Regions from separate parts of the Mus musculus genome. Here all the other regions are linked to region 2. A link is a contact called in public Hi-C, HiCAR-type and promoter capture Hi-C data. All regions are on one chromosome and are shown on one strand. Each heading gives the region's core, a stretch centred on a gene start, on an enhancer-like site or on the middle of the called end of the contact. The rest is flanking DNA. Distances are from core to core; before and after follow the strand shown.

Evidence for each region. Promoter capture Hi-C pulls out the DNA fragments that hold promoters and counts their contacts. Hi-C and Micro-C count contacts between places; a contact is called where the count stands out from the background. HiCAR-type assays count read pairs that join an accessible place to other places.
Region 1: a Hi-C map of B cells shows a contact between it and region 2, with 14 read pairs. The contact joins the promoter of Hey2 here to the promoter of Cenpw in region 2. A contact is called at or near these places in 1 of 39 promoter capture datasets (pre-B cells), 1 of 484 Hi-C or Micro-C datasets (B cells), 1 of 115 datasets of contacts at active chromatin or transcription factors (bone marrow-derived macrophages) and 1 of 9 other capture datasets (liver).
Region 3: a contact with region 2 is called in a HiCAR-type map of embryonic stem cells, with 3 times the contacts expected there. The contact joins the enhancer-like site here to the promoter of Cenpw in region 2. A contact is called at or near these places in 4 of 39 promoter capture datasets (the C10 cell line, hematopoietic stem and progenitor cells, liver and 1 more), 1 of 115 datasets of contacts at active chromatin or transcription factors (embryonic stem cells) and 1 of 9 other capture datasets (adipose tissue).
Region 4: a contact with region 2 is called in a promoter capture Hi-C map of pre-B cells. The contact joins the promoter of Echdc1 here to the promoter of Cenpw in region 2. A contact is called at or near these places in 3 of 39 promoter capture datasets (maxillary cranial neural crest, neural stem cells and pre-B cells) and 1 of 115 datasets of contacts at active chromatin or transcription factors (pro-B cells).
Region 5: a contact with region 2 is called in a Hi-C map of B cells, with 6 read pairs. The contact joins the enhancer-like site here to the promoter of Cenpw in region 2. A contact is called at or near these places in 8 of 39 promoter capture datasets (the 3T3-L1 cell line, the C10 cell line, hippocampal neurons and 3 more), 1 of 484 Hi-C or Micro-C datasets (B cells) and 1 of 9 other capture datasets (pancreatic islet).

Annotation. Positions count from the first base shown.
Region 1 is chr10:30,841,495-30,844,194 of GRCm38.p6, forward strand. It overlaps Hey2 (hairy/enhancer-of-split related with YRPW motif 2), which reads right to left and starts at 1,289. Exons shown (of 5, transcript NM_013904.1): 1 at 1,072-1,289. The coding sequence starts at 1,154.
Region 2 is chr10:30,199,164-30,201,863 of GRCm38.p6, forward strand. It overlaps Cenpw (centromere protein W), which reads right to left and starts at 1,377. Exons shown (of 3, transcript NM_001109747.1): 1 at 1,198-1,377. The coding sequence starts at 1,317.
Region 3 is chr10:30,727,977-30,730,676 of GRCm38.p6, forward strand. The region is part of intron 2 of Ncoa7 (nuclear receptor coactivator 7); the gene reads right to left. Among named protein-coding and RNA genes, the nearest start is that of Ncoa7, 74 kb to the right of the region's middle. Within about 2 kb of position 1,350, at least 83 of the 459 cell types and tissues checked have an H3K27ac peak or open chromatin away from gene starts, as enhancers often do. A contact at or near this core is called in embryonic stem cells, where this site is marked.
Region 4 is chr10:29,312,204-29,314,908 of GRCm38.p6, forward strand. Echdc1 (enoyl Coenzyme A hydratase domain containing 1) reads left to right here and starts at 1,297. Exons shown (of 6, transcript NM_025855.4): 1 at 1,297-1,530. The coding sequence starts at 1,464. It overlaps Gm46218 (a long non-coding RNA gene), which reads right to left and starts at 1,214. Exons shown (of 2, transcript XR_001779751.2): 1 at 1,034-1,214.
Region 5 is chr10:29,337,535-29,340,234 of GRCm38.p6, forward strand. The region is part of intron 5 of Echdc1 (enoyl Coenzyme A hydratase domain containing 1); the gene reads left to right. Among named protein-coding and RNA genes, the nearest start is that of Gm25596, 11 kb to the right of the region's middle. Within about 2 kb of position 1,312, at least 2 of the 459 cell types and tissues checked have an H3K27ac peak or open chromatin away from gene starts, as enhancers often do. A contact at or near this core is called in B cells, where this site is marked.

The sequences.
Region 1 (2,700 bases), core at 39-2,538, 640 kb after region 2:
AGCTGATATCTCGAGAAGCTGCAATTCACCTTGAGTTTACTAAAAGGTATTTTTAGACTGCAAGGTTCAATCAAGTGATTATTTGGTGGTGTAGTTGGTCCATTAATGTATACTCTCCTAGGACTTTCTGTCACTTTGAAATTCACAGGTACTATGCTTCTTTAGTGTCTTAAACTCTCCAGGTCCTCTCTAGTTTTGAGAAGTTCTATTACCACCCCTTCGGCTCACTTCTGGGTCTTAATTCGAAATCAACTGACTCCTTCCTCACCCCTTCTAGTGACAGCCTACGGTTTCATTTTTTTTTTTAATACTTTAACAATGAGAGAGTTGGTAAACTGTCTCATAAGCATCGTTTTTGCTTTAGCTATTTTTCCGGCTTTGATTTCTACGTCTTAAAATAAGCCCGTGAAATAAATCCAGTTTTCTATATGCGGGAAGGATTTCACTCTTTGAGTGACAGCTGCAAATAAATAAATAAGGTGCTTCTGGGCAAGCCAATTAGAAGCAATTATCATTTGACCCCCCCCCGCCTCTAAAATGGTTGGGTAATCTTGCTGTCACAGGAAACAGGAGGTCTGTCTTCTGTGATCAGAACCTTGATCTCCTGGAGACTAAAGGACAAGCAGGCAAAGCAATGCTGTCTCATCTGCTCCTTATATCTGTCACTCATGGGTGGGTCAGCCAGATCACCCTCTGTCGACCTGCGCAGCTCAGCCTGTTTAGCTCAGATGCTTTACCTCCTCAAAAACTCAAGTCGCGATCCCAGTTTCTCTCAAAACAGAAATCCAGTTGTTTTTCTTTTCTCCTGACCTATTTTGGAACTGTCCCTAAATACAGTTCCAGTACCGGGGGCGTCGCCCGGACGTGCCAGTATGCGTGTCCTGTGCTGACAGCCCTGGACCCTCCCTCGCCATCTCCTGCACGCTCCAGTCCAGCTCCCTTCCAGTCGCTCCCACGCCTAGTGTGAACTCCATCTCTCGCCCCACCCGACTCTAGCACCCGCTTCCCGGGGAAAACGGTCTCCTCTCCACCCGAAGCTCCCCGGACACCCTCCCGCTTTTCCGCGCTCACCCAGGGTAATTGTTCTCGCTCCCCACGTCGATGGTCTCGTCCAGGTCGCTTTCGGAGGTCGTTTCCTCACAAGGGCGCTTCATCGCGACGAAGGAGGAGCAGCTACTGTCGCCTAGCGGAACGCAGCGCGCTCCCCGCGGGCTTCCTCCCTCCCTCCCTGCCCGGCTTCTGCAGGCGCCGCTCCCTCGGCGGCGCGGTCGGCTCCTGGAGGTTCTTTCCCACGCTGCAGCCCAGCCAGGGCGCAAGACCCGGTACTGGCCACGCCCCCCAGCGCGGGCGGGGCCCCTCCGCTTCTTCGTGTGCCCGCCCTGGCCACTCTCCAGGCCCCGCCTCCCTGGGACGGTGTGGCTTTCTATTGGTTAATATGGAGGGGCGGACCCGCGCTGGCCAATGGCTGCCGAGAGGCGTTGGCAGAGGCGTGGGAATGCCACCGCGCACCTGGGAGCCGGGAGTGGAGCGCTGGGGTTGACCGCCGGCGGCGGGAGCGGGCGCAGGCGCGAGAGCGCATGGGGCGGGCGTGTCGGGCGAGGGCTCCTGGGTTTTGGGCCATCACCTGCAAGCCGTGATCTCTCCCGCCGAGTTTCTACCCTCGGTTTAAAGAATAACCGCTAGCGCGTGGCTGAGTGCGAGTGAGCGTGTGTGACGTCTAGGGTGGGAGTGCTAGGCTCGGCGACCCACCCCTCTGGGCTGTCCCTCTTCTGGATCAAGCTGCTGAGTGGCTGACCGGAGCGGTCATGTTGACCCTCAGGGGATTTTGAAAGCTTTAAGTCAAAGTTTTTTTTTTTTTTTTTTCACCCTGCCAGCTCCCCAGCCTCTAGGTTGTGGTCAGATAAAGGACGCCCGCTCACCGGTCCAGGTGCCTAACTGCAGGAGGTTGTCCCCGTGCATTGTTGGATTAGTCACCTCTGGTTACTTCCTTTGTATCTCTGGACACAGAAACTGGAGGGAGGGGGTGTAACTATCTCGGTAAATGGCAGGCTTGAGTGGTCTTCCTACTGATGGGAAGAGGGATTGTAGGACACAAATCTGAGTAGGTTTTCGAGTTCAAAGTTCTCGGATTTGGATTATCCAAATTAAATGTCCCAGTCATCCCTCCAGTTTCTCCGGTGTGTGCAGCCACGGAGTTCTTTAGCATCCGGGGAGAGGATTTGTATTTACTTGTACACTGTATTTGTTTTGTAAAGTTTGCCCAGATCGCTAGTTCTTAGTGCACGTACAGCATGGATTGTGTAAACTCCAGGTGTGGTGTTCAGACTCCGTTTTTAAGTCTCTGTCTCTCTCTGCATACTGTGGGGATTTTTTAGCAGGCTCTGCCGACTTTTCCGCGCGCTCAGGAAGTGAGCAAGACAGTCTCGGGGAGTCTGGCGTGAGCTAGACCATCTGGCGCTGTAGCGCTGGGTGGGTTAGTGGAGGTCTAGAGACTCCACATGGTGCTCTTTGTGCTTGGTGGAAAAAGGCCTTTGAGAAAAGAAGACATCCATCAATCACCGAGACCCTCCACCTTACACAGATAATTATCTTTCTGGAAATCTGACTAAGGCACCCTTTCCAAACTCCATTCCTTGGTTACACTAGACCGGTGCAGCGGGAAAGGACAAGAGAAAAAGAGACAGCAAAAGACTGACTGGA
Region 2 (2,700 bases), core at 127-2,626:
TGGGCTTCAACTCTGCTTGACACCTAGAGCACTCCACCGGAGTCCATACAGCCACGGGTCACTTCAGGACAGAAAATGGAAACTAAGCTACTTGAGAAAGGCCTGACAATCCCTTGAATCAGCTAGTGAGCTCCTGGATATTCCTCATCAGGTGGGTTTTGTTCTCTGTTAGACTCCAGGGAAAACAGAAGAAACTATCAAAAGTGTATTCCACGGAAATCCCAGCTCACTTACGCTATCTCAACCACTAAGGAGTCAGGGATGTGGAAAAAAACAGCAATGGAGAGAGAGAGAGAGAGAGAGAGAGAGAGAGAGAGAGAGAGAGAGAGAGAGAGAGAGAGAGAGAATGTAGATAATTTTGTAGTAGTCAAGAAAACCAGTATCTGGAGATGGCTCAGTGGTTAAGAGCTCTGCATCCCTTGTCAGGCACTTGGGAGGCAAAGGCAGGGATGAAGGTTGGGGGCCGGGGTGTCTCTGTGAGTTCCAGCCTAGTCTACAAACTGAATTCCAGGACTTCCCCGGGCAGGTACAGAGAAACTCTGCCTTGAAAATCAACATACTGAGAGTGTTAGTGGTGGTGGCAGAGGTAGGCCGATCTTTGAGTTCGAAGCCAGCCTTGTCTACACATCAAGTTCCAGGGTAACCAGGGCTACACAGACAAACCCTGTCTTGAAAAAAAAACAAAACGAAACCAAAGTAAAACAAAACAACACCCCCCCCCCCAAAAAAAAGGGCAGAAAACAAACTGATTTTACTTTCAGGCTGTAACATTGTTATTTATTTTTGGGCCAATTAATTAGTGGAAAGCACTATATTTCAGGTAAACACGAGTCTGAAAAACGAGTCTTGAAAGTTTTAAAGACTTGACGCCACATCTACACGATCACTTTAGTAGGGGACCTAGTGCAGCGGCCATAGAGAAATGGGTTCGGTAAGAACATACAGGAGCTGGGGAGGCAGGCAGGGGCCCAAATCTGTTTCTAGCCGGTTTACCTTCCATACCCGGATCAATTAAACTAATCCCAGAGCCAGGCAGTCTCCTTAACGGCTGGCCCTGGAAGCAATAAGGGGGGGTGCGGGGCCTTCCCGCGGGAGTTTTGAACGGGCTCCGCGTCCTCCTTCCGCGGTCCCCCGGGGCAGGGCGCTCCGCGGCCGGTCGTGGCCGGCGGGCCTGAAGGCGGAGAGAGCAGGACTTACCAGGAGGTCGCAGCACCTCCCCAGACCTAGGTGAGGCTTCTTCTGCTTTAAGGTGCGCTTGAGGAAGGCGCGGGGCGCCTTGCGCTTTACCCGCCTAGTGACTGTGGTGGAGGGCGCCATCCTCGCGGCCCGTCGCACGTCAGGGCCGCTCACCACAGACTGACACGCCACTTGCCTCCCCACACCGCCGAGTGGTCGATTTGAATTGGCCGCCGGACGGCGCACGGCTGTGACGTCACTGAAAACCACACCCACCGCAGCACCGGAAGCGCAGGCTGGAGGATGGACTCCTCAGGAAAAGGGTGTGTCCTGCGAACCCACTGCTTCAAGGTCTCTAAGGCTTGCTTTGCTGTTTTTGTCTGTAGTTTTCTATGGTGCTGTAGTTCGACTCTTGGTTCCATACAAAGGATGAGAAATTGTGAAAATAGTCAATAAGCCCAGTAAAACCCTTCTGTGCTCACCAAGCTATCCATATAGCAACTGGATTCTAATGAATAAGAAAGTAAATGAAAGAAGTTTGTGTTTTATTAGGAACTTAGGCCCGATTTTTTGATATTACCAATAAGCAATGTATATTTTTATATTATTGCATTTGGCTTTGCATGAGATTCTTTTTTTCTTACACCAGATTTTCCTCACAAATGCTCTCCCTTCATTGTTCCCTCCCTTAATTTCCCTATAGCTTTCAAATATACTTTCTTTTTCTTTTATTGAAAATAGATTTCTTTTTCATAAGCTGTATTCTGATTGCAATTTCCCCTCTCCTACCAGCTCCAAAATGCTCCGAATTTCTGTTCCTATTCACATCAATACCCTTTCAGTCTCTCCTCAGAAAACAAAACGGGATCTAACAAATAGTAATAAAATAAAATAACAAAGCAAAAACAATCACAAGAGGGAAAAAAAACAGAAGAAAAAGAGCCAAGGAAAAACCACAAGAAAGCATTTAGAGGCAGAAGCACACATTTGAGCACCTAAGCATTCAATAAAAATCACAAAAGCAGAAGCAATATTATATATTCTTTTTTGCCATATAATCTTATATTTATTTTCATTCATATAGTAATGAGGCTACTGCAAGCCAATTCAGATATTGTCTTTAAAATACTGTGGTGTCAAAAAAAATAAGCCTACAAAATGCAATGTCTGTTCTTGTGTGTACACTGCATCCCCAGCTAAATACCTGTGTGCCAATTAAATGGTATTAAGAGATATGGAAGAAATTGATCCTATTAAAAGATTTTATCAAGAAGTTTATAATTCTTCAAAGTTTCAGAGGCTCATCAGACAGGAAAGACATAAATGTTGCTGGCGCTTGCATTTAAATCTCCAGGTCAAAACCACAGTCATTTTCCCCATGAACACATCATTTTAGGTCTTTCTTGACTTCTTCTGTCAGATTCCTAGGACATTCATTCTATCAAAAATGTTCTCTTTTTTTTTTTTTTTGCCTTTTTTTATTAGATATTTTCTTTATTTACATTTCAAATGCTATCCCTAAAG
Region 3 (2,700 bases), core at 100-2,599, 530 kb after region 2:
AGCTGAATGAAACCAGCTTCCTAAAGTATAGAAAACGAGTTTTCGACACTGGCATTTATCAGAAATGGCTTTGAAAAACTTCCTCTCTGACTCTACAGTCCCTTCCCTGGTGGGGGCAATGTAGAGAGCAACACAGTGGTGTGAAACTAAAGCACACACTGGCCCCTGCAGTTAGCATCCTGAGCAAGGACTTCTACTGTTAATGGATGTTTGAGGATGAGGGAAGGCTTAACAAGGTTACTACTTCATTACTGTTTTGTGAACAGAGTCACTCCCTCGCTGGGCTTCAGATCACTCCCCTGCAGATACGCCTGCATCTAATCCCTACTGTGTTTGCAAGAATGGATGCTCACCTCTTGTGGCAGATTTGAACAGAAACATGCAATGTTATAATTCAAAATATATTAAATAGATGGGTTAGGGATACAGTTCTTTGGTATGTTGCTTCTTTAGCATCCATGAAGCTTTGAATTCAGTTCTCTGCAGTGCAAAAATAACCAGCCTAGATAGATAGATAGATAGATAGATAGATAGATAGATAGATAGATAGATAGATAGATAGATATGTATGCTGTGGCTAGTATGGAAATCAGAATCAATTCTGTGGAACAAGGGCTCTCTTCTCTTCTTCTACCCTTCATGTGGGGTCTGGGGACCAAACTCAGGTATCAGGTTTTTGAAGCTAGCACTTCTATCAAAAAGCTACCTCACTTGCCCTGATTACTAAATCTTTCAAAATTATTTAACTATTAAAAATTCAGTTGTAAAATAATACATTTTGACCCAGAGGCCAGCCAGCCAGGAGGCCCTTTCATAGCAGGAGCCACTGCAATATACAAGTATGTGGTGGAGAGACCAGAGAGAAACGAGAAGCCAAATGGTTTGGCCATTATAAAGAGAATTGGAGATAGGAGGGTGGAGGGTGCAGAGGAATAGCCTGATGTGAGCAGTTTGAGGTCATGAAGTCCCAGCCTGTGCTGCCAGTGAGGGCCATGTCTGGGTTGGTGGCCATGCAGCAGCAGGGATCTGTGTTGATGTCCATGTCTCCTATTAACAATAAAGATCACGTGGATATCCCTGGTCTGGACTACCTCCTGGGACCATATTGATATCCAGGGGCTGTGCAGAGCTGGCCTCACTCTTTGCTGGCTTCAACACTTAAGAAAGTGGGCCCTGTACTTCAACTTGGAAGCACAGTAGAGCTGGCTCTGATGGTGTGGGTGAGGGGAATCCAGCCCCATGGGCATGAGAGCAGGAGAGCTGGTCTTGCCCCTTTCCAGATATGGCATTAGGTGAGCCTGGGCAGTGCTGGAGAGTTTACCCTGGTGGTGTGGGTATGGGAGAGCTGATGTAAGACTCTGGTGAGCCTTAGCTCACCGGAGAACCCCCACCCCCACCCCCAGTGAACAACTCCTGGGGAATCTATGCAAAACCAAGAGGAATTTTTGTTGTTCCAGCATGGTGGGGTCGCCCTACAAAGGAAGGAGAGAGAGAACGACCCTCACAAAGGTGAGTTTTTAATACAGTTTTCAGAGCAGCAGCCATTAGGCACAATGTGGTTGGCAGAGAAGTGTGACTTTTAAATTGATTGGTCTTTAGGGAATGAGGTGGCATGGACTTCCCTTGTCTGTAGGTGGCCAAAGGTTGAGGAATGTGTCTATGTGCTCTGGGCCTCCCCCACCAGCAGGTGGCAGATGGTTGGTCCACTCCCTGTGGTCTGAGGAATGTAATTAGCCTTTCCCTTCTGGAGGGGAAGGGTCTGGTGGAATTTTCCAAAGTTCCTGAGCTGACCTCTTCACTGATAGGCTGACCAACAAAGCTACTACCCAGGCCCAGATTAGGGGCTTTGGGCTGGCCTGCCCTAACATCTACCTCATCTATGAACTGAGTGTGTGAAAGGGTCGGTCTTACAGATCCAAAGCTGCAGGATTTCCATGGCACAGGACAACAACAAGATCTCTAAGATGAGTCACAGTGAGGATCCAGTATTGATAGTGTAGCAGAAGCCAGGTCCTCTAACCACACCAATGACTCATGGCAATGAGCATTTGCAAGGAAAGCTGAGTGGACACACAGTGACACACTACAGCTACCATAACCGGATGTTTTCTTATGTTTTAAATTTTATTCTTTTTGCTTTTTACTTTCTTGTGGGAGAAGGAAAGGAGGTGGCAAGGGCAGATACAAAGGGATGGGGAGATGAGTGGGACTGGGGTGCATGATGTGAAGCTCAGAAATTTTCAATAAAAAGTTAGTATAAAAATAATACATTTCAAGTGCTTAATGGACTTACGCTAGTAGTAATATGGGACAAAACATAGAACAATCCTCCCATTGCTGGCAGCTCTGATCATAGCTACTGCAGCCCTACTGGCAGAGGTTAGCCAAGAAGGGAAGATGAGAATTGTATTCAAAGCCCAATGAGTACATGCCTGGGCTATGTCTACAGGCTACATGAACACATACATACTCATGGGAGTGAGTTTACAAAATAAATAAATAAATAAATAAATAAGTAAATAAAGTTAATAAGGACAGAGAGAAGAGAGCGAGAATTTTTTCATTGTATTTTCTTTTTCTGGTTTTAAATTTTTATACCGTGCATAAGAGGTATCTAAATTTTTAAATATTTATAGAAGTCTTGAAGAGTTTTTCCTTCTAGAAGAACTTAGCATATACATTTTGCCCAAAAATTGAGTT
Region 4 (2,705 bases), core at 47-2,546, 890 kb before region 2:
TACCACCTCTCTGTGACCTAACAATTTAATGGTCCCTGGGTAAGTCTTTTGGAACAGACAAACTAATAGCTTCCACCAGTAGAACTGCTAAGGATGCGGTCAACTATAATTTGAGAGCTACAGATTCTGAGACCTAAGATCTGAGACTTAAAATCTCCTTGTTCCTTTCACCCCATGCTTTCACATTCCCATCAGTGTATTTGGAAAATAATTTTTGTTGGTCTGTTACCCTAACACCTTCATATTGGAACAAAGAACTGGGGATAACCCAAACCTCACTTATATTTGGCTTTAGAATAAACTCTCTGCCTTTTGAAAAATACTAGAATTAAACACTTCTAGTAACGATTTCTTCCTACCAGTTCAGCTAACCTAGGCTTATTAATTCTTCCTTATTAAACACACCTTTGTATTATAAACTGGTCACCATTTCTGCCCTACTGCTTTGCCACATTATATCCATCCCACCAGAAAACATGTTTTTATTTCTTTGATCATTATGTATGATAACTGCAGAAGTCTATGAACACCAGAGTGCCATCCAAAGCAAGGTACAGAGCTGACAAAACTGACCCCCTCTGGACACCCATCTTTCTTTTCTCCCCTTTCCTTCCGTTTTTAAAAACAAAAACATTTTGCTTCGAGTCTTTAAAGAGCACATGACATAGTCGTGTCACAAAACCTGCTAAGTATTTTTTGACAAACGATAAAATACTGCCCCCAGCAGCTCTTAAATCCAAGAAGGCTCAGCGCTCTTTAACTTTCTCTCGCCTTCTTGTCTTATCGTTCCCTTTTTTCATTTGCAGCCAATTGGGGTACGAAGTATTTGGGTGGCCTCCTTTCCCTTGTCTGAACCCTAAACCAAGGAGATGTCAACCACGGAAAAAAACCTGAGCTCCCTGCTCTAGCTTACAGCAGTTGAGGTGAAAGTTCCAGACATGAAGAGTCTGATGGGGAGGGGCGGGACTTCCGGGTCGCCAGAGTTCCTTCAGCTAACTCAGGAGCTCTGGCCAAAGGATCCCGGGGAGCATACCAGGAGCGGAAACAGGCCCGGAGCGGTGTGGAAGCCGGAAGAGGCTCGCGCGCAGCGGAAGGTGGGGTGCGGGAAGAGGGTCTCAGGACACGGAAGCGCAAGTCAGAGCCAGGGGCTGCGGGCCGGCGGTAAGGCTGCGGCCAAGTGACAGGCCGCGGAGATGTCCCCTCCCCCTCGCCCCCTCGCCCCCCGCACCCTGGCCAGCGCGCTGTGGCGTGATTGGGTGGCGCGCCTTTGCGGGCCAATGCAGAGCGAGGGGGCGCGCGGCTGCGCACACGCTCACCGCGCAGGCGCACTGCCCTCTGCTGGCTCTGCACCGCAGCGCAGGCGCCGCCGCGCAGGTGGGCTCGTGAGTTCCTGCAGGTCTCTGGGAAATCCTGAGGCGTTGCAGAGAACGTGGGAAAATCCGCTAAATTGGCAGTTTCAAAGGATGAGAAGGTGTGAGGTCAATTCTAAGCCGATTTCTGAATATTTTGGAATCCCTTGTGAGAACCGAGGTAATGTTCCGTGGGATCTCTACCTGTGAGCTAAATGATCTTGCTTATTTCAAACTTTTCCTACATCTTTGTTTCGTGAAGCCAACTTTTTCAACAAGAAGAGCAACCCAACTTTGATGGGAGCAATTAAAGTTATCCTATTCTGTCTCCACTTTTATCAAATCTCAAGGAGTTATGAACACCTCACTAAGGACATCACCACACGTTAGCATTTCTTAATTTCCTAACTTCCACATCGGATTCTCTAACTTGTTATTGTTTCTTGTTCTCCGTGCTAGAGATGTGACCAAGACTGATCAAAGAGTTAGTTTGAAGAAATAGCTCCCTCATAGGAGCCTGACAGGTTAAAAAAAAAAAAAAAAAAGTGAAATCTTGGGGAGGGAAGAGGAAGATGGCAACAAGACAGGCTTGTTTTGTTTGTCTTTTTGACTTGAAAACCAATTAGTTGACAGCTAGCTGAGGCGCAAAGAGGATGTGCAACAAAGTGAATTAGAAGAAACCAGCTAGATGGTGAACTAGCCATGTGTTTTAAGAAAAATCTTGGAAATCCCCGTTTGCCAGGGACTGTTCTCAACACTTCGGATGCCTTCTTGGAAACTAAATTTACTAGGACGACTTGTCAGAACTAGAAGTTAATGATAGTGTTTGATGTGACCACAGCTGTTGGTAGTGGAGATGGATTTTATGTAGTCTGGGAACTTAGAGAAGATAACTTGAAATTACTGTCAGGAAAAAAAAAAAAAACAAAAAACAACCCTGTAACAGTATATGTGCTAAGATTTGGGATGACAAAAATCAATATTTGAGGAAATAAAAGTTCTTTTCTTTGGTTTGTGTGGGGAGAGGTGTAGGTGGTGTGTAATGTGAAAACTTGAGAAACAGGTTATATATTTCATTCAAAAGTACCTTATGATTTTTCTTTGTTTACTTATGCTAATTGTTTTAAATATGGAATTATGTTAGTTTTCTAGTATAATTTAAGGACTTTTAATGGAAGAACTAGCATGTAGAATTGGAGAGGGAAACCTTTGGTCCCAGATGGCCAGAGGTGCTTTGCAGTGGCTTGGCAGTGAGCATGTTCACCTGGAATGGTCTGTTTCCTGATAGAACAGCTGCTTTGCTGTCCTACCACATGACAAAATTTAGGATTTTTGTCCTGAAGAAATGTTTCTAAC
Region 5 (2,700 bases), core at 62-2,561, 860 kb before region 2:
GAGACAGATTTCTTCTACTTTTGAATTACAGCATGTATCTTAAAGTGGTCACATCCCTCTGCAAAATCCTAACCTGATTGAAGTTAAGATATTGGGATATTACACTTTATGTGTATTTCTTGTGTCCTGACCTTTAGATGTTATCTTTATTTTGCTTCTATGCAGTGTAGTGCCACATTGCTACATTTTTGCTTTAGTCAATCATTTAAATATATATATATAAATATTATATATATTTATATATATATACATATATATGTATGTGTGTATGTATGTATATATATAGATACATATACATATATATAATAAAAATAAATTAGCATCCAATTGTTTATATTTCCATCAGAATGAATATTTGGTTTCAGTATGTTGATTTACATTGATTGCCAACCAGACAGAATCTAGAATACTTCAAAAGACAAATCATTGGGCATACATAAATTAAATTAATTGAGGTGAGCAGATTCTCTCTGTGGGTGGCACCATTTCATGGCCTGGGGTTCTGGTCAGTATAAAAAAGGGAACGTGTGCGAAACACTAGGACTTACAGCTTTCTGTTTCCTCAGTGTCTCTGAGTGTGCAGAGCAGCCCTCCCATTTCCAATGTTATAACCTTCCTTGTCAGGAGAAAGTGTACCCTCAAAAACTGAGCCTGAATAAACCCTTCCCTCCCTCCTTCTTTCCCCTCCCTCCTTCCTCCCTCCCTTCCTTAGTTTCTTGTTAGAATTTTGACATGTCAATGAGGAGAGTAACTATCACAGACTACACATAGTCACTCTATGGATTTTTGTCACATATTTTTTTTAAAGTCGTAAATGAAGATGAAAGCTTCCCTAACAAGGAATTCCTTTAGCATTAGATTTATTCTGTTGAATGTTATTCACTAGTTTAGAAATGAAGTTTTGATAAGGCAGTCTAATAACACAAATGTCCTGTTTCATTTGTTACACAATCAGAACCTAGGAACCCATGACTCGGCCAAAGGTGGGCACCTGGCAACACCACTGGAGCCCCCACTTAACCATTTTAGTAACAACCTCTCATTTCCACACAGCATTAAAATGCGCTTACTCACATAGGGTGATAGACATAAGCAAACTCATGAATAAGAAAATTTTTGTTTTTCATTTGATAATTAAGGACTTGTTTCAGTTAACAGTTTTTTTGCCTTTTTTTTTTAACTCAGAAACTTTAAAGTTGTTTTGATGTAGGAGACAATTTATCAAGATCTGAACCTCTTTGAAAACCAGTATAAGGGAATGGATTCATAGATGCAATGGAAAAAAGAGGTCATTTCATGCTCTAGCGCCCTCTGCTGTTCTGACTTCAGACTGCATTACGGGCCTCTGTTTTGTTCTTTGAGGAAATAAGTCACATGGCTTTGAGTGATGTGAAATTAAGTTAAATAGGAAAAGCTTTGTTTTTAACTTGATTAGATGTTTCCCTTATTTTATCCAGAGATAGAAGTATTTAGAGAGTATAGAAATCAAATATGTAATTATATAAAAATAAAACATTTAAAGAGTTTTAAGCTATATGCAAACAGGTACTAATACACTTAATGCTCTTCCATAGGACCACAAGTTAAGACGTTAGAGGTTCATTGATAAAAACAAAAATCTTTTGATGTTTTATCTGGTGTTCTTCTTCAAGTGTTTACTAGATCTTTGTATAATCTTTCATATTAATTTGCCTCTCCATAATTTGGAATACTTAGGATTTAGAATGAAAGAAAAAAATATCAGAGAAGACCATCAGAGACTTAATCATTGACATACTGTGTTATTCTGGAGTTTAGCATATTATGGATCTTACTGAATATTTGTTATGATATACATGATTATATCTTTATTATCAGATACATGCAGAAACATACCTGATAGGTTTTTAAAAGTTTTCCAGTGAAAGCATGGCCACTTTTATGGAAATGATGGCATAGTTAGTTCAACATTTTTAGGCACCTTTATAAGCCAGATATAGCCATCTACAAAATATTCATGTCTTTGGTTTCTAAATTTTTTCTAGTAGTATGTATTTGTAATTTGCTAAAGAATTTACCCACAGCTAATTATTACCCACATCAGAATTTTGCATCTTTTGTTACAAATTACTTGTAGTCAAAATACAACCTAAAAATATTAAATATAAAGGAACGGGAGTAAATCCTTTCTAATTCAGATTGCATGCTCTTGTGAGTGGCCTGGTGAAAGCTCATGCCATTCAACTTCGTCTGCTTAGAGGTGAGCTATCCCTTTGAACTGTGCAGTGCTGACACCTGCCCATTAGTCATTAGTAGTTATCTAGGTTATCAGAGAGCCTCCGTCATGGTATCACATGGACTTATATTCAATGAAATTTCTACTTTACTTAATAATTTCTATAGATTAATGATACTGGGAATCTTATTTCAGTATACAATTAAGGTTGATATATTTTATTACTGGTCTTAATTTTTAGCTGTATTTCATTAGATCAACCTTCCTGTTGGTGTATATGTTTAGGGAAGTTATATAAGGATCTGATACTAGGTGTGTTACCTTTTGTAGAAAAATGGGAGATAATAAAACAATTTTTGTTTAAGTGAAGAAAAAATATGATTCTTACCATAGAATTTTGAAAATCATCACCCTGGATTTCTGAGCCCTATTAATTCCACATCCCAAGAGCAGCTATAGTGTTACAAGTGTGCGCTCCAGAAGGG